Regions from separate parts of the Mus musculus genome. Here regions 1 and 2 are each linked to region 3. The links are chromatin contacts, called in public HiCAR-type and promoter capture Hi-C maps. All regions are on one chromosome and are shown on one strand. The core of a region is the stretch at or near the end of the contact, and the rest is flanking DNA. Distances in the headings are between cores, read along the strand shown. Region 1 holds the start of Pbdc1 (polysaccharide biosynthesis domain containing 1). Region 2 holds the start of Igbp1 (immunoglobulin (CD79A) binding protein 1). Region 3 holds the start of Hdac8 (histone deacetylase 8).

Region 1 (2,952 bases), core at 272-2,771, 2.6 Mb after region 3:
AAACTACAGTAACGGCACCAAAACAGACTAGGAAATCAACAGAACAAAATAGAAGTCCAAACATGAATGCATGTAGTTTTACAGCATTCTGAATGCATTACCCTGAACTAGAATCAACTTGAAATGGATCAAATAGATCAATGTGAAACCTGTAAAGCTGGAACTGCTATAAGAATAGATGGGTGAAGCCCTACAACATATAGGTGTAGCAAGAGACTTTTGAGCGGGACTCCATTCAATTATGAATTAAGGCAAACAATTAACAAAGAAGACCTCATAAAACTAAAATACTTGTGTACAGAAAATGGAACAATAAGCTAATAGAGAGGAAGCCCATAGTGGGAGAGAATATTTGGCAGCTACTCATCTGATAAACTATCCAGAATATAGGAAGGAAAAAAAAAAAAAAAAAAAAAGGATTCCAGAAAGCCAAGGATCCAGTTTAAAATGGCTGGAGGGAGGGGGCAGCTCCAGATCTGAATAGAGAATTCTCAGAAAAACAAAACAAAACAAACAAAAAAACAAACAAACAAAAAACCCCAAAAAACAAAAACAAAAAAACGCAAAAAACAAAAACAAACCAAAAAAGAGATGAAAAATTGGCTAAGGATTATCGTTAAAACTTTAGCATCTATAGCAATTAGGGAAATGCCAATTAAAACAACTCTGAGGTTCATGTTACCCCAATTTAGAAAGATTAAGGTCAAGAAAACAACTGATAAGAAATTTTGGTGAGGATGTGGGAATGGGAATTCTTGTTCACTTTTGGTGAGATTCCAAACTCGAACAGCTTCTGTGGAAATGAGAGTGGAGAAGTCTCAAACAAACAAATGCCAATCCAAAACAAAAACAAAAACCCCTTGACTTGTGGTTTTTTTTTTTTTTTTTTTTTAATTCTCATCTCATTAAAATTCACCGTACAAAGCTCTTGACTGCAATCTGTTCCAGCTAGATTGTTCTTTGCAAGATATTCTAATGCCTTTTCACTAATACCTCTGCCCATGCACGTTCCCTCTGTCTTGAGTCTTTCTGACCTGCTTGGTTAAGCACCCATCATGACTCAGCTCAGGTATGCTCCCACAGTGTATAATGAAGCACACCTCGTTGTTACCTCACTCTGCTAGTTCTTCCAAAACAGGTAGCAAATTCTTCTTCTTCATCCCAGAATTCCACCGTCCTGCTTCTAGAACCTTGCTTGTAAGTGGTTAAGGCGGGCGTATGTGTGTGTGTGTGTGTTTGCGCGCGCGTGAACTGGAAACACGGCACACAAGGGATTTAATAACAGCATCGTTTAAAAATGTTTTTTTTTTCATATAACTTATTTTCCCCATTGATTTATTGAATATTCTATCACCTAGGCTAGAGGAACAGTGTTGCTAGGTAACAACACGCGTTCGCTGGCGCCTGCGTGGCCCGGATAAGGCGGAGCCACCGCTTCCTCTGCAGAGGGAGGGCGCACGCAGGCGCAGACGGAGAAACTGGTCTCTGTTTCCGCCCTATTGCTTTCAGTTAACTGTGAAAGCAGCGCGCGCAACAGGTCACTTCCGGGACGAGAAAGCCGCACTTACCTAGCGGCGACATGGATGCTGCCGGCGAAAGCGAAGAGCCGGTGAGATACTACTCTGGAGTTGGTTAAATACCTAAGTGGAGATGGGGTGGTGAGCGGCCCAAGGAGTCAAAGAATCGCTCATTCAGCTCCGCTTTTTTTTTTCTCCTCAGGTCTCTGGGGAAGCGTTGTCCATCGCCCATGCGCTCTCTCACCCTCCGGAGTCATATGGCAACGACGTGAGTATGACTCACCTCAACTTCCCGCCCACCCAGCTTTAAATTATAAGCTCCTTTACTGTTTGATATCTTCAGACTTTCCCACCTCAGCCGAAAATAGTACCTTCAAGTCAGTGTAATTGTAGTACTTTAGACCACGTGAAAGTGAGTCGCTAACTTTCTATGATTTAGAAACCACCTGGGAAGCCACAGCACCAGAGGCACAACCAGATTACAGCCCACAGCAGATCAAGTCATAATGTCTGGGGGAAGAAGAGCTAAAACATAGTAGTTTTTAGAGAACCTTTAAAATGAATGATTGCACTGCGCGGTAAAGTGGCACCGGTTTGTGGTGTGTGTCATTTGGACCTCTGTACAAATGTCGGGAGATAAGGGAAGAAAAAGACGACAGAGATAGCAGTCAGGATGTAATGTGTACTAGATGAGTGGTTCAAGCAATAGGATGGAAAGGGCTTAGCAGGAGAGATTTTTAAGGATGGAGGCAGTAGATTACATCTGGGAAATGTCACTGGAACTGGATCCTCAAAGTATAAGTGGACAGAAAATATAGATTCAAAGGTAGGAAAATGTCTTGGTCTAAGGTGGGAGGTGCATGTGTAGATGGATTTTTCTGGCATCATGAAGGGGACAGCAGGCAGGATGAAAAAGGAAAGTCCAGTGGGTACTTGTTCAGATATGCTTATATATAATTTAGCTACATCATTTGTTCTGGAGTTTTACAGAATGGAAAATTGGCTATCTGATAAAGACAAATGATGACTATAGCATTGCTACACTCAGGAAAGTGAAAAATAGTTTCACATGTATTTTTGTCCTCCCAACAACTCTGATGTATGTAAGTGGGTATATTAATGTAAGTTACGTTTAATTTTTTATATAATACAATATATATTACATATGTAATGATAAATTGTATTTTTATTTCATTTAGTATAATAGTTATCACTTGATGCTGGAGAAAAAGATGTCCAGTAGTTCATTGGGTTTTTTTTTGTTTGTTTTTGGTTTATTCAAGACAGGGTTTCTCCGTGTAGCCCTGGCTCTCCTGGAACTCACTCTGTAGATCAGGCTGGCCTCGAACTCAGAAATCTGCCTGCCTCTGCCTCCCAAGTGCTGGGATTAAAGGTGTGCGCCACCACTGCCCAGCAGTTCATTGTTTTTGTTATT
Region 2 (3,122 bases), core at 399-2,898, 2.0 Mb before region 3:
AAACCTGGTAACCTAAATTCGATTCCTAGAGTCCACATAAAGATGAAAAGAGAGAACTGACTCTATAGGGCTGTTCCCTAACCTCAACATGTGTGCCATGGCATGTGTGCCCAAATACGCATACAACCCAGGCACAATCCAATAACTAATAATACATTTTAAATACGTTTGCTTCAACTTTTCTTGCAGATTGGACCAGGAATGTAACTCAGTTGGTAGAGTTCTGTGTAGGTAGCACAAGGCTGGCTCTATGTTCAATCCCCAGCATAAACCACGTGTATGACTGTACTACTTTGCAGGTGTAACCATCACTCAGGAGGTAGAAACCATGGATCTCAAGTTCAATATCATCCTTACCTACATAGCAAGTTTGAGAACTTGTTTCAAAACAACAACAAAAAAATAATAACAAAAAAAATAGTTGGCATCTATTTTTAAAAACAAAGAAAATTTAAGAACGCATAACTGAATATACTAAAATACTATTATTGGGTGTGTGTGGTTCAACTGGTAGAGCGCTTGTGTAGAATGCACAAAGCCCTGAGTTCAATCCCTAGGAACCAAATGTGGTGACACGCTCTTGTAATCCCTGCACATGGGATTGGAAGGTAAAGGCCATCGCGCTTCAAAGCCAGACTGGATTACAAAAGACCCTGTCTCAAAAATATTATCATTCAACATATAGTCAAAGCGTTGAGATATTTTTACATGTTTTGATTATATAATCAAAATCTGACCTGTAATTTACTTTTACAACACATCTAAATTTAAGATAAGCACACCTGAGCACTAGGTAGCCAGCCATCTAGTATCTGCAAAGCTGAGCTGATTTCCAAAGAGATCGCTTTATTTTTCTATTTATATATCATGACTCTGGGTAACTTCAGTATGAAGGATAGCCAGAGGAGGTGCTAAGATGGCTCATAATCATTCTGGAAGGGAGATTTTATAAAACACTAGCTATTAATGCAGTGTGGTCCGTGCTGTATGCGTGCACAGAAGAAATCCGAACGGCGAGGTGAAAGGCACAGTATATGGGGAGAGAACCAAAGACTGCATAGAAGTGTGACCTGGAAAGAAAGTTCCAAGAAAGGAAGGCAGCCGGCTGTTGGTAGATAGGAGTTGCAAGTTTTCAAATGTTCCTGATCAAAGAGAAAGGTTTCACAGGGTGCTGGCTCAAAGGGTGTTCGAGTGTATAGGGGACAGAAGGTTGTGGCGCGGTGGGTGGGCATTGATCGAGAGCGCGACTTACAACTTCACGTCCTCTAGGGTAAGCAGACCCGGAAACCGAGAGAGTGGCCGCTGACTAGCAGGACTTTCCTTGGGGGAACGACTTGACTTCTCTGGCATAGCAGGCTCGTGGTTCTCCAAGCATGGAACACGTTCGCCTACTCACGCTGGCTGGAGTTTGGAAATCAGCCCCGCCACTCCTGTGCCTCAGAGTACTAGGAACTTGCAAGTCCACTTCTGGCCACGTGGAGCCCATCTTTAGTAAAACAGCACAGACGACTTTAAAACAAGCGGCTGGCTGAAAATGAGTCCCTGGAAACGGTTGCCAGGGCCAGAAAACTGCGATTCCCAGAAGTCATTTGGGAAGCTTTGGTAACAAGTCGCTGGCCAATGCACTACTGCTTCCTGTGTCGTGAGAGCTTTAGGGCTCGTCTTTATGGAGTTTACCTTTGACTTCGGTAGAAATTCTTCCGGGTTTCTTTCTTTCCACAAGATGGCAGCGTCTGAAGACGAGTTACTGCTGCCGCGGCTTCCGGAGCTCTTTGAAACAAGCAAAAAACTTCTGGAGGACGTGGAAGTAGCAACTGAACCCACCGGCTCCCGAACAATCCAGGATAAGGTGTCCAAAGGACTAGAACTCCTTGAGAAGGCTGCTGGAATGTTATCGCAGCTTGATTTGTTCAGGTACGGGGGAGAGGGCAGGAACCGCAGAGAAGGAATGGCTAGCAAGGGCAGAGCCATTGCACTTGGGTGGAAAGGACCTTTAAGGCTAAAACCGCGCGGTTCCTACTTGTTCACCCGTGTACATTCTTTCCATTCTCCACTTTTCTTCTGAGATGCTTAATATCCCAGAACAATGCTCCCTCGTGTACGGCTGACTGCCTGGTCCTTGGGTATGCAAGCTCAGCCACTTTCTTTTTAATCTGGCCAATGTCTTTGCACCACTCTCTCCCAGCCCTATTCTTCCCTAGAAGCAGGGGCCACGGCTTAATGCTCAACCAGGCTTCACGGCCTCCTCTTTGCTCTTTGCAGCCGAAATGAAGATCTGGAAGAGATTGCTTCCACCGACCTGAAGTACCTGATGGTGCCAGCGTTGCAAGGAGCCCTCACCATGAAACAAGTCAACCCCAGCAAGCGTCTAGATCATTTGCAGCGGGCTCGAGAACACTTCGTACATTTCTTAACTCAGTGTCATTGCTATCATGTGGCAGAGTTTCAGCTACCCCAAACCAAGACTAACTCAGCTGAAAATAATACTGCTAGCTCCTCCATGGCCTATCCAAATCTCGTTGCTATGGCATCTCAAAGACAGGCTAAAATAGAGAGGTGGGTCAATGGCTGTAATTTGAGGGCTGTAGTTGGGGGTGCATGTGTTTGTGTGGTGTGTGTGTGTGTGTGTGTGTGTGTGTACTACAGAATAGTGTATTTTATTTTCTTGGTTCTTAATGAACATAGACCCTGGTGAAAGCAAACTTTCCTGAATCTTAACAAGCCTTTGTGCCATTGTTGAGGGGGTTGTGCTAAAACTTCAGGACCACCCCCCCAGCCCCTCAACACACACCTTAGGGTCATCACTAGTAGCAGTGTTATTCTAACCATTAGGTTGATCAAAGTATACCACAACCTTTTCCATGTCACTGCATAATGCTGTTTGTATGGGGTAAATATTTCAAAAGTACACAATATCTTGAACTATTTACTGAGCAATTCTGTTCAGAATGCATACAGGCTGGGATGTCTAGCATCCTGAATTAATCATAGCCCTGGTACAGCATCATGTTAACCTTGATTTAACCTTAGAAAATTCCGTGAATGCCCAGTGTCTTAAGAACAAAGTTAGGCACTGGGGATACGAACTGATTGGGTGTTTGTATGAATGTGGGTGATCTTTG
Region 3 (2,951 bases), core at 183-2,682:
CCAAAAGAATGTACACACTAAAAATGACTTAATACTAAGAATAAAATATGAAAACCTATTATATTACTTTCTGTGAAGAAAATGCAGCATTAGGTGATCTAGCCAGTCACGTAGTTGGTCAGTAATGAGAAAACCTGATTTGACATGTGCCAGGTCCATAATACTTTCATTTATGACATTAAATATAGAATTGGCAATCAACAGAAAGCTTGTTTTTGGCTTGTTTTTGAGAAGGATGTAGCTAGCTTTACTTGTGTGGTCAACAGAGACCAGGTTAAAGTTTGGTGGTGATGGGGGTGGGGTAGCAGATCTAAGTCTCAAATTGAACCCACATCCCCAAATCTAGCTTTAGAAAACAAACAAAATCCAGACCAAATATAAAACAAAACATTTTCCAGCTTAACACCTCCTCACATGTCTAGAAGCAAAGTCTCTTTTCTAAGGGATCTTAACCCCTTCGTGTGCCTTTCCCAACTGTTCTCAAGCTTTCCCGGCGGTACAAGCATCTAACAAAGACTATGAACACCCCACTCCCACACAAGCTTTTTTTTTTTTTTTTTTTTGAACGCAGCATTTCTCGCTGGTTAGTCCCACTGGGAGGAGACAAGGTGTTAAGGCTATGAACACGCCTGCCCTCAGAAATGATCATGTTCAGAAAGGTCAACGCACTTACCTCATTTGTTTATGCAGGGCATAGGCTTCGATCAGAGAGTGGACCATACTGGCCTGAAACAGCATCAAAGAAAGGCAGAGCAGTCTCCTTAAGGTTCAATGTACTGAAATGCCATTAACAACAACAGCCTGCGCGGAGAACTAACTACTTTCTCTCTTCTCCCTTCTGTCACTTTAACAGAATACACTTAAGACAAACACAGAGTCTCAAAATCGCCAAGATTCGAAGCTCCCCAGCTTTACTAACGCAAGTGATGGAATACTCTCTCCTAACAGTTTGTGGTCCAGGACCCCCTATTGGTAACTCCGCTCACCTCTGCGCCAATCCTTCCCCTCCCCCGCCCCCCGCCCCCACTCGAGCGTTGGATGCCCCACTGCGCTCTCTGAAGGTAATGAACCACTTCCTTCTGCTCGGCTTGGCGTGCCTGGCACTGCTAGTTACATTTTTGCTGAAGGTATCCTTCAGTCCAGTTTTCTCGTTTCCTAATGTACTCCCTTTCACACCCTCCCACCCCCATCCCCGCAAACCGTGGTCTTTGATCCAGACCTCTCTTACCCGTTTGGGGACCTTCACAAGGGAGTCGCAGATGCTGACATACTCGGGACTGTAAATATAAACCGGGGGTAGTGAATGCCCACTGTTGGCGGGTTCCTCTGGCATCTCCATCTCCCACTTCCAACCGTCCGCGAGCCAAAGTCTGGAGCCAACAGTTTTCAGACTCAGCCTGAGCTCCAGTTCCTGCTCCTCTGTTCAGCCCCAGCGGTGCTCCCTTGTCAACATTCCCTCCTATTTAGATCGCCGGAGACAGTTTCCCTGGTCCCTCGTCCAACTACAGGGATGGATGGGCCCTTCCAGACCAGATGCCTTCTACTGATGACCACAGTTCAAAAAAGGTGCCTGACAGATATAAAAACCAAATAACTGCCAATTGGGATCAATTTTTTCATGGCACAAGTAGCACGGTCAAAAGTAACCAGCCTTGTTGCCCTACGGGGCCATTTGAAATGAGGTCAGACCAGCTCCAAAGCATGCTGGGAGATGTAGTTTTAAAGGAGTATGGTAACAGAAAGAAACACAGCTAAACACTAAAAAAACGTGGTTTCAAGTTTTGGCGCTAAGAGTCTGAACTCTTTTAAGTTTTCAAACTGCAAATATCATTTAAATATTTAAATAGAGGTAAACTATACATTCAATAGCAGGCAAGACCACCACCCAGCTACATTAGCTAATGGTGCTAAGGCTGAGGATTGTTTGAAATGTTTACAGAGTAAATTTCGTGCTGCAACTTTAGTTCGCTACTTTTCATCACTGTCTGAAAGAGATTAACAGCCTCTCCAATAATCCACTCTGACAAACCCGATGTCACCTTCCTAAAACTGAGACAGGGACTGTGGAGCTTTCATGTGATGAAAAGCAAGGGTTCTCTCCCAAGTAGTGGGAAAACACACCTCCCCCATCCCCCAACACACAGCCACTTTTTCTTTCATTTGCTTCTGAAGCTAAACAACGGTTAGGGCAAATGTTTTAGGTTTGGTGTACAGGGTGTTAGTGTGTCCCCAGGCAGTGTTATTTCCACCAGAAGTTTGGGGGTTCTGGATGCCTACAAGATCTGAGCCTAGCTGGTCAATTCCCAGACTCCCAGCACTCAGACCATCCTCAACTGACACACTGAGGCCTCCGAGACAGGCCCAGATTTGTACTTTCTTTAAAAGACAAGCTTGCTTTAAACTTTTGTTTCGTGATAAGCACTTTGGATATTATCTTAATCCTTTCAACAGTTCTATGACGCAAGCTGTAACATGTCCACTTTGCAGATGTACTTTGGAGGGTAAAAACTATTCTCGGTCACACACTGAGGTAGGAAAACAATCCAAAATTAGCTCTACCTAACACCCAAAACCTAAATACTCCTTTTACTATGTGAATTTGATGCTTCCAGGTTGACTTTCTGCTATACCTGTGGTCAATATTCGATTTAGTATCCCAATACTTAATATTCTTGCAATCTTGAGGTATGTACGTGTGTGTGTGTGTGTGTGTGTGTGTGTGTGTGTGTGTGAGAGAGAGAGAGAGAGAGAGAGAGATATGCATTTGTTCTCCAATTAGAATGGAACAAGTTATGCTTCATTTGTATTTGTCTATAGAACTAGTTCAAAGCACTGTAATCATTCAGTTACCCAAGCACTTCTATGAACTGAGTGCACTATTAAGCACTTCTATGAACTAAGTGTACACTTTAGCTTTGGATTCAAAGATACACTGCACTCTCAGGGAATCT

The links. Promoter capture Hi-C pulls out the DNA fragments that hold promoters and counts their contacts. HiCAR-type assays count read pairs that join an accessible place to other places.
Region 1: a contact with region 3 is called in a HiCAR-type map of astrocytes, with 3 times the contacts expected there. The contact joins the promoter of Pbdc1 here to the promoter of Hdac8 in region 3. A contact is called at or near these places in 1 of 39 promoter capture datasets (liver) and 1 of 115 datasets of contacts at active chromatin or transcription factors (astrocytes).
Region 2: a contact with region 3 is called in a promoter capture Hi-C map of pre-B cells, with 4 times the contacts expected there. The contact joins the promoter of Igbp1 here to the promoter of Hdac8 in region 3. A contact is called at or near these places in 3 of 39 promoter capture datasets (the C10 cell line, liver and pre-B cells).

What each region holds. Positions count from the first base shown.
Region 1 is chrX:105,078,235-105,081,186 of GRCm38.p6, forward strand. It overlaps Pbdc1 (polysaccharide biosynthesis domain containing 1), which reads left to right and starts at 1,522. Exons shown (of 6, transcript NM_026312.5): 1 at 1,522-1,609; 2 at 1,720-1,785. The coding sequence starts at 1,580.
Region 2 is chrX:100,492,643-100,495,764 of GRCm38.p6, forward strand. Igbp1 (immunoglobulin (CD79A) binding protein 1) reads left to right here and starts at 1,649. Exons shown (of 6, transcript NM_008784.3): 1 at 1,649-1,914; 2 at 2,263-2,556. The coding sequence starts at 1,724. It also overlaps a transcript of Awat2 not described here.
Region 3 is chrX:102,503,726-102,506,676 of GRCm38.p6, forward strand. Hdac8 (histone deacetylase 8) reads right to left here and starts at 1,433. Exons shown (of 11, transcript NM_027382.4): 1 at 1,229-1,433; 2 at 674-726. The coding sequence starts at 1,339. Gm32262 (a long non-coding RNA gene) reads left to right here. Exons shown (of 14, transcript XR_003953070.1): 14 at 854-1,601.